Regions from separate parts of the Mus musculus genome. Here region 1 is linked to region 2. Evidence: chromatin contacts called from public Hi-C data. All regions are on one chromosome and are shown on one strand. The core of a region is the stretch at or near the end of the contact, and the rest is flanking DNA. Distances in the headings are between cores, read along the strand shown. Region 1 overlaps Aifm2 (apoptosis-inducing factor, mitochondrion-associated 2). Region 2 holds the start of Tysnd1 (trypsin domain containing 1).

Evidence for each region. Hi-C and Micro-C count contacts between places; a contact is called where the count stands out from the background.
Region 1: a contact with region 2 is called in a Hi-C map of cerebral cortex, with 2.0 times the contacts expected there. The contact joins the enhancer-like site here to the promoter of Tysnd1 in region 2. A contact is called at or near these places in 9 of 39 promoter capture datasets (the 3T3-L1 cell line, 3T3-L1-derived adipocytes, hippocampal neurons and 4 more), 35 of 484 Hi-C or Micro-C datasets (the C2C12 cell line, the HPC-7 cell line, the N1E-115 cell line and 18 more), 9 of 115 datasets of contacts at active chromatin or transcription factors (bone marrow-derived macrophages, embryonic stem cells, fibro-adipogenic progenitors and 2 more) and 4 of 9 other capture datasets (adipose tissue, embryonic stem cells, liver and 1 more).

What each region holds. Positions count from the first base shown.
Region 1 is chr10:61,734,386-61,739,034 of GRCm38.p6, forward strand. Aifm2 (apoptosis-inducing factor, mitochondrion-associated 2) reads left to right here. Exons shown (of 10, transcript NM_001284300.1): 7 at 1-44; 8 at 1,073-1,273; 9 at 2,198-2,373; 10 at 4,014-4,268. The coding sequence ends at 2,349. It overlaps Macroh2a2 (macroH2A.2 histone), which reads right to left. Exons shown (of 9, transcript NM_207000.2): 9 at 4,262-4,649. Among named protein-coding and RNA genes, the nearest start is that of Aifm2, 21 kb to the left of the region's middle. Within about 2 kb of position 2,461, at least 20 of the 459 cell types and tissues checked have an H3K27ac peak or open chromatin away from gene starts, as enhancers often do. A contact at or near this core is called in cerebral cortex and hippocampal neurons, where this site is marked.
Region 2 is chr10:61,693,369-61,697,826 of GRCm38.p6, forward strand. Tysnd1 (trypsin domain containing 1) reads left to right here and starts at 2,146. Exons shown (of 4, transcript NM_027912.1): 1 at 2,146-3,374. The coding sequence starts at 2,203.

The DNA of each region.
Region 1 (4,649 bases), core at 1,211-3,710, 41 kb after region 2:
CAATGGGATCAAGATCAACAGCTCTGCCTACCGCAGTGCATTTGGTGAGTGAGTGGCCCAGAGGTTGTTGCTCCCTAAGCTGCCCTGGCATTTGCAGACACACCATAGTCCTTGCCACCTGAACCAGCACTCCGTGTCTCCTCCTTTTATCCCAGAAGTTCATTAGACCTTGAACTTTAAATTCAGGTGAGCCAAGCCCAGCTGTTCCTCCCCCCTTCTCTCACCCACACCCCCCTTGGAGGCCAGAATCCTCCCCTTCCAGGTGAGTGCTTCCCCCTAGTGGCGAGAGATAGGAACAGGCTTCAGAGAGGTGAGAATGGCCTCTTTTCTTGATGCTTTCATTGAGGAAGCCCAGGAAGTCCCAGGTCAGGCTTTTCTCCATCCACAGGTACGCTGCTCTCTCCAAATCCAGATCCAAGCATCGGGCCACTTCATTCTGAACCTCCCTTTGGGGGAGTCGGAACCTTAATATGGCCTCATCTCTCAAAGTTCAGTAGTTAGACAGTGGACCGATGCATGTTTAAGCATCTACATAGGAGAGTAAGACTCAGGGGCCAAGCTCCATGGTTACTCTGCATCTCCAGGTACCTGTCATTTTTCCACTGTCGAGCATCCTTCCCTGACCAGTCTCAGCCAGATCCAACAGGAAGTTAGTTTTCAATCCAGAAGGAAGCCAGTCCACAGGGGTAGTGGGCAGAAATCCCAGGGTTTAATGTCTCATTATCCTAATGTATTTCCAAAGATAAGTTCTTTTCAACCCCTATAAGGGAAGCTGTTTGTCGTTTAGAAAAGGCCTGTGTGTATTCTGAAATTCCCATGGATGTTCCAAAGACAGTTAGAGACTTGGGAAGCCGGGGGACTTGTAGTGAGCTCCCTGGCTTTCCAGTGATCTGCCTCTGTTCTTGTGGGTTAGGCTTGCTTCGGCAGGCAGGGTCTTGGGTGGGGACTTCAGGCTGGATGACGGCAGGTGGGGGTGCCATTTCTTAGCACATACCTCCAAAGTGACTGAACCCACACCCTGTACTCATGCAATTCCGGAGGCGACTTAACGTGGTGTCATCTTGCCCAGCAGAGAGTAGGCTGGCTAGCAATGGTGCTCTGAAAGTGAACGAGTTCCTCCAGGTGGAAGGTTACAGCAATATTTATGCCATTGGTGACTGTGCCGATACCAAGGAGCCCAAGATGGCCTACCACGCTGGCCTGCATGCCAATGTTGCCGTGGCCAACATCGTCAACTCCATGAAGCAGAGGCCACTCAAAGCTTACAAGCCAGGTGAGGAAAGCCTGTTTATGTTTGTTGGTTTGGGATTAGACATGCGAAAGGCTTTGGGGCCTTACTCTCCTAGTAGATGCTTAAACATGCATCAGTCCACTAGCTTAACTACCCAACTTTAAGAGATGAGGCCTGGGCTGGAGGGATATCTCAGCAGTTAAGAGCACTCTTCCAAATGTCCTGAGTTCAATTCCCAGGAACCACATGGTGGCTCACAGCCATCTATAATGGGATCTGATGCCTTCTTCTAAGAACAGCTATAGTGTACTCACATAAATATAACAAATCTTTTAAAAAAATAAAAAAAAGAGAGATGAGGCCATATTAAGGTCCCGACTGCCCCAAGGGAGGGTCAGAACGAAGTGGCCCAGTGCTATAACATGAATTACCACCAGACTGCAGGTCTCCGCACAAAGCCTCTTTAAAACCAAACATGCTTTTGGCTGTAGCTCCCTGGTAGAATTCTTGCCTGGCACACTGAAGCCCCGGGTTTCACTGACAGTATTGCTAACAAAAGAGGCTGGGGGAGATGGCTCAGTCAGTAAAGTACTTAAAAAGCAGGGGCCTAGTTTGATGCCTAGAACACGTGTTAAGAAAAAGACAAAAAACTGGGCCTTGTGGTCAGGAAACAAAAAAAAATCCAGCTTTAAAAAAAAATGTGAATGTCACCTGAAGAATGATAGCCCAGGTTGTCTCCTGATCTGCACCACACAAGCACACACACCAAACATCTGATTTGCTTTCTTAAAGGGTATGCATGGTTGGTGTACACACACACACACACACACACACACACACACACACACACACACGACTTGCTTTCCTAAAAGGTATTATGCATGGCTGCCTGCTGGAGTCTCAAACATCAGGCCTGCATCCCTCAAGCACTCAAGCATCGTCTTGCTGTGTGTGTCTGCCTCCCAGGTGCGCTGACATTCCTCCTGTCCATGGGCAGAAATGATGGCGTGGGTCAGATCAGTGGCTTCTACGTAGGCCGCCTCATGGTGCGGCTGGCCAAGAGCAGGGACCTTCTCATCTCCACAAGCTGGAAAACCATGCGGCAGTCTCCACCGTGACAGGGAGGCTGCGTGGGAGTCGAGGTACCGCTCGGAGGGGTGACAGACTGCTTGACAAAGGACACCCTTCTGACAGGTGCCAAGGGCGGAGCTCTTTGTCTGGATCGTGGTGTCAGTCATGTGCTGGCTGGAAATACATTTTGAGTAAAGCCAGAAATGAGAGACAGAGAGTAAAGGGTGGGGGGAGGCATTAAAAAAAGAACAATTAGCCTAGAAGATTCGTTCCGGGTTTGGAAGGTCTGCCTGCAGCTGTGCTAGCTAAAGGGTGTTGGGGAGGCAGAGGGAGCTCCCCTACTGCAGGCTTCTGTCTGTGTGTGCACATGAAAGCATCAGGCTTTGGGAGAACTGTTCAGAGCTCTTGTTGGGCAGAGCTGGGCTCCTCTAGTTGGCTCCTCATCTGTAGTATAGTAAAGAGAGCCCACAGCACGAGACCAAGGAGGGGTGCTGGGGTGGGGGAGCCTGTATATCTTACAGCAAGTACGTTATTAACTGAGGCCTTTTGTTACTCTATGATTAGCACCCCCCCTTCCTCTCTCTCTCCTTCCCTCCTAACAACACTCACACAGCATGAGTGCAGAATCTCTCTCTGCCCCCCACCATGTCTACCTACATTATTCAGATTGGCCTAGAACTCCTGAGTTCAGGTAATGCTCCTGTCTCAGTCTTTTCTGGTACCTTGGGCCCATCTTTAACCTTCATGAGCCTTTATCTCCATATCCGGCTTGCCTGTGTGTCATAGGTGCATGTACGAAGAGTCAGACAAAATTCCCCTCTAGCTCACCCATCCGTTGCTGAAATCTCTTTGGGAAGGTGGGGGAGATATAAGCCACATCTGCCCCTTCTCCTAAGGTCTCACTGACAAACTGAGGCAGGGTTCTGTCAGACTTTACTCCAAGGAACCAGTGAGTGTCATTAAAGCAGAGTGGTGTATAACAGGTGGTAGGGCGCCACTGGATACACAGATGAGAGTCTCCTGGTCCTTGACACCACTCCACAATCAGATAAAATCAGTCAGCAAGGCCAGCTGGGACAACCCTTTTAAAAGGGGGAACAGCTGAACACCTCCACCCCCCTCTGGGCTGGTGGTTGCTTGCTTCTGAGGACAGTCACTCAAATACTACCCCAACAGGGTGAAGTTTATGTCTAGAGAGGCTGAGCCTGGCTGGGTGCAGGAATCCAGGGATGGAGACCTGTGATTTGGGGAGGGTACTGGCTGCTTGATCGCCAAAGACCAGATGGGCATCTCTGGATGGTACCTAGTGGTTTCCAGGTTACTAACAGGCTGCTGTTAGTGGGTGGGGAGCTGTGCTGCTCATTTCCTGGCCAGCTCCTGTCACTTGGGCCCTCCTGGGTCACCATGTCCGCTATAGATTGCTAAGGTGTATGAAGTATTTGAAGGACTTCTCTATCCAAGTAGGGAGTAGCCACTTGTGCATGGCCTAAGTTCAATGTCTATAGCAGAAGAGACTGGGAGTCCACTCCAGTAGATTTCGGCATGGTTCACCCTCCCCTGCCTCTTCCAGCTTGCTTTGGCCTTGGCCTTTGGTTATAGGTGGCAAGAGTCCTTGAGATACCAGCATCTCTGGTGCTTCCAGCCCATCCCCATTTGGGCTGTGACCAAGGTCTGTTCCAGACTGGAGTTGAGACTTGACTCTCTCTCCCAGAGACTGACCAACCACCGGCAGCTTTGTCCCCGGCTCTGCTGCTGTGGACACCAGCCAGGAAGCTCACCCTCTCTGAGGGAAGGATCAACTACCTGCAGGAAGCCGGCCATGTGAGAACTCTACAGAGCATGGCGGGACTCTTCAGTGACAGGCCTTGTGTTATTTCTTTATAACCGTCTGGATGAATCTGTCTGTGGGGAACGCGGTTGTCCAGAAGGAGGAAAATATCGCAATAAAGGGCTATGTTATAAGAAAGACGCTGGAGCTTTTATTTTTTTCTTCTCATTTTTCTTTTTCTTTAAAAAAACAAAAAAACCGAACAAACAAAAATCCCGAAGCAAAACCCTTTTAGGTGTAGTTACAAATATTTTAGGCGTCAGGGAGGGGACCCTATAACAGAAAAGCACCCCAAGATGTTCTTCTCATCTTCTCCACTGAGGGAGACAGCCAGTATACCTAGGATGGGCAGTCACATCCTTTTCTCTTGGAAAAAGGAGGAACCCAAAGACACAGAAACTGTGAACAGATTTTGTGTGTGTGTGTGTGTGTGAGAGTGTGTAAAAGTCACTGCTATAAATCTAAAGAAGGCCTATTTTTATGTTTGTTTGTCTTGTTTGTTTTTGAAAAAGTTCTAAA
Region 2 (4,458 bases), core at 896-3,395:
TCTTACTTATAGGGAAGGACATTTAAAGAGAATGTGAGTCTTGAATTGCTACCAGGATAAAAGACCAAGTAAAAAAGGCTGAGCACTAGTAGCAAATGCAGTACTGTTTGATCATGAAGTGGCCCAAGGTTGTTGGTCATCTTTGCAACAGTGCTAAGGACTGTGCTTGCACGTACTAGCTACACGTTCAGAGCCACACTTGGCGAAACAGAAGTCTGATTCCACATTTACATTACAGTTGCTTATAGAAAGCACCAGAAGACAGAACAAAATCCGAAACAAAACATGCTGGATGTGTCCTGAGATCACCTTTACAGGGGAAGGAGACTGGTTCTGTGGGCAAAGGGTATATTTGCCAGGGACAGAGAGAGACCTGAGAGTCAGAGTTCTGAGGGCCTTAACACAAGGTGCTGCTGGCTGACTTGGGCCGTCTGTACTGTGATCAGCCCTAAACCACCTTAATCAGGAACAGAGGGCGCTGGAGACTTGAAGGGCATCAAGGGGGAATTAATGGATTCTAGAGAGTCTTAATTGCTAGGAAGTTGGGGAAAGTAGATCTTGTCATCTGTGTCTGCAAACCCAGGACTGCCTGCTCTGAGAATGCGCTTCATTCCAGTTCTGTCTGCCTCAACCGCTGTTTGCCCTTATTAGGTAGGTTTGTGACACAGGAGCACTGGAAGCATTAGGTGTGAGGCTGGGAAAGCAGCAGCAGTGTTAACTCCATTCCCAGAAGTCTCACTGAACATTAATACATCCTCTAATCCCAGCACTCTAGAGGCAGAGGCAGGCCGATTTCTGAGCCAGCCTGGTCTAGAGTGATTTCCAGGACTGCCAGGGCTACACAGAGAAACCCTGTCTCGAAAAACCAAGCCAAACCAAACCAAAAACCATTAATATACTTTAGAGAGATTCATGAAGTCTCTCCAAACATACCTGTTCATGCCCACCTGTCCTTGGAAAGTGAGGAACTTTTTAATACTATATTTTATGTGTACGTGTTTGCCTGCCTGAGTCATGAGTTCAGGGGACAGCAGATGCCAGACGAGAGTATTGAATATCCTGGAATTATAATTACAAGCAACTGTAAGGTACCATGTGGGTGCTGGGAACCAAACTAAGGTCCATGCTTAGAGCTGTAAGTGCTTAGAGCTCTTAAGTGCTGAGCCCTCCTCTCCAGTCTTGATTTTTACACTTGTAAATGGTGGAGGAGATGAGCTGTTATGAAATTCGAATTACGAGACTGGGTTATATGCTGAATATTTGGAAGTGATGATTTTATAGCCCACAAAACCTGAACTAGTTCAGTCTGTACTTTCAAAGTATTTGCCCTGACCTAACATAAATCCGGAGTGGTGGTTAGACATGTCGTGTGAAAGGTTGTATAATACATGGTTAAATAACCCATGGGTAAAGTAAAACTGTAATCCCTGGACTCTAGGGAGGATGTAGGCAGAAGAACTGCCGAAGTTCGATGCCAGTGTGGGCCAAAAAGTGGCACCCTGTGCCACTTTCAAAACAATTTATGTATTTAGGAATTTTAGTAACTGTCCTAGGAGCAATTTTGTGAGTCGCATGCCCCCTAGTGGATTGTTGTAGGATTTACAAAATTTTTTAAGTAGATCGGGGTTTGGTGGCTTGGGAGGTAGAAACTGGTAGATCCCGAGTTCGAGGCCATCCTAGTCTGCAGCTCGAGTTCCTGCACCAAGCAGAGAAACCCTATCTCGAAAATCCAGAATAAACACATGTATGTATGAATGTACGTACTGAATCAACCAAGGGTTCCCTTGGCCCATATTGTTCCACTGTCAAGAGACGGAGGTTGCTTACATCCGTGCAGTGGCTGTAGGGTACAGTTAGATGCCGGTCAAGTACGAGATTCGACTGGGGAGTGTCGCCCTTGTCGGTTTCCCTGTGACGCTTCACGTCTGTGTCTCAGGAGGTTTCTTTTCACCTCTTCCCCCGCCCCTCCACCCCGCCACCCCAAACCCAAGGATTCCTAGGCTGGCTAAATTAAGAGGGCGGGGAAAGGAGGATTAGCAAACGAGGAGTAGCATCAATAGCCAATCAGGACTCGGCGCTGTGCCCAACCAATAAGAGCGGTCGCTTGAGGTTTAGCCAATCGGGCTCGGCAAGGAGGCCTGAGTCAGAGTTTGCGCCAGTCGCCCTGTGGTGACAGCCGTTGTGCGACGTCTTGGGGAAGCCATGGGGCGGCAATGGGGACCCTCTATGAGAGTGGCGGAGCAGGCGGGCTGCGTGGTGAGCGCCTCGCGGGCCGGACAGCCTGACGCGGGCTCGTGGAGCTGCAGCGGGGTGATTCTGAGCCGTAACCCAGGCCTAGTGCTGTGCCACGGAGGCATCTTTACCCCCTTCCTGCGGACGGGCAGCGCGGCGCTGACCCAGACGGGCACCGCCTTCCTGCCGGGCGACAGTTGCAGCGATGACCTACGTCTCCACGTGCAGTGGGGACCCACGGCTGCCAGCCCTGCCGGTCGCGCGGATCAGGAACTCCCGGGGCTGTGCACGCCTCAGTGCGCAAGCCTGGGCCTCGAACCCGGCGCCCCGAGCCGGGCCCGCGCGCGGCCTCTGCAGCCCCCGCGACCAGCGCAGCTGCTGTTGCTGCTCAGCTGCCCGGCCTTCCGCTCGCATTTCGCTCGGCTCTTCGGGGCCGATGCGGTCGATCAATGGCACTTCGTAAGCTCGGCGCCCGACGATGCGGTTTCGGAGGAGGAAGAGGAGGACCAGCTGCGCGCGCTCGGCTGGTTCGCCCTGCTGCGGGTGCAGCGGGGCGCGGCGGCGGAGGAGAGGCGCGGACCGGTGGTGACCGTGGCACCGCTCGGGGCCGTGGTCAAGGGCGCACCGCTGTTGGCTTGTGGCTCTCCGTTCGGTGCCTTCTGCCCGGACATCTTCCTCAACACGCTGAGCCGCGGCGTGCTCAGCAACGCGGCCGGGCCGCTGCTGCTCACCGACGCGCGCTGCCTGCCGGGCACGGAAGGCGGCGGAGTGTTCGCCGCTCGACCTGCGGGTGCGCTGGTGGCTCTGGTGGCCGCGCCGCTCTGCTGGAAGGCCCGCGAGTGGGTGGGCCTCACGCTGCTGTGCGCCGCCGCCCCGCTGCTTCAGGTTGCCCGCTGGGCGCTCGCCCGTCTGCACCCCGGCTCCGCTTCCCTGTCTGTGCTGCTGCCGCCACCCGATGTGAGCACGCCACGGGGCCTGCCTCTGCGCGATCTCGGACCCCCGTGGGCGGCCGCGGCGGTGCTGGTGGAGTGTGGTACCGTGTGGGGCTCCGGAGTGGTCGTGGCGCCTCGCCTGGTGGTCACCTGTCGCCATGTGGCACCCCGGGAAGCAGCCAGGGTGTTGGTACACTCCGCTACACCCAAGTAAGACTCAGGACTGCCCGCCCTCACCAGGCCCCCAGTGTTAGAGACCTCAGTTCATATTTGACAACCAGGACTCCAGTGAGGGGATCTGGGCCTCTTGATAGGGCCCAGCGAAGCTTGAGCAAACTGCCAGGCACAAGCGACTCTTAGCGCGGGGACCCGTGGGACTATGGGCAGCAGCAGGTAGGACTGGGTGACTTTGAGCCCTTTAGCTAGCATGAAACTCTTTGGGCAGCTTTTCTGTCTCTTGGCTTTGCAGTTTAGGCCCTGTGAAAGCCCTTTGACCATAGAAGGCTGACCCTAAGAACTTCAACCCTGTAAGTGATAAACGAAAGCCCTGAGGTAATGATTGATGTGGCATACCTAGTGAGGGCTCCCTTAGAGCCTCACCAGGACTGCCTTGCCACCTGAAGATGAAGCAAGGTTGTCCTAATGAGAGCATAGGGCTTGGACCCATGCGGATGGATGTGAGTGACCCCAGAGTGTAGGTAGGAAAGGAACTTTAGACAGTCAACTTACTTCCTCTGTGGAGAGACACCTTTGCTCTCCTTTTTTTGCCCTGGCAGTAGGCCAGTGGCCCTGGCTTTCTGGCATGGTTGTCTATGGTTCTGTGTCCTCTGTAGCCCCAGATACTTAACTTAGGACCTTGGCTTTATTTAAGCTTGTCCCTTGCCTGTCAGCCCAGGCCTTTCTGAACTTCTGAGGTTAGCCCTGTATGCCAGTGAAGCTCAGCTCTGCCAGGGCCCCCATGGGCAGGCAACTGAACATCTATAGTTTCCTAGAGACAAGGAGGATTGCCTATGGTGTGCCCCCAACTTCTCCCTCTCCCTTCGATGGCTGATCTTAAGGACATCACTAGGTTTTTCTGGAGGCAGCTCCCCTGCAGAGTAGGTAGTCGGGTGCCCCCGTGTCTGGTCCACATAGTGAGTTCCTGGACAGCTAGGGCTATGGAGAGGGACCCTGTCTCCAAAAAGAAGCCTCTTCCCCTCGTGCCTGCCCAGGAGTCCAGAGTTGTGTTAGGCTTGGCCTGGCTCCTCACTGTTTGCTCTGTGACCTTTAGGAAGGTTGCTTGGCCTCTCTGAGC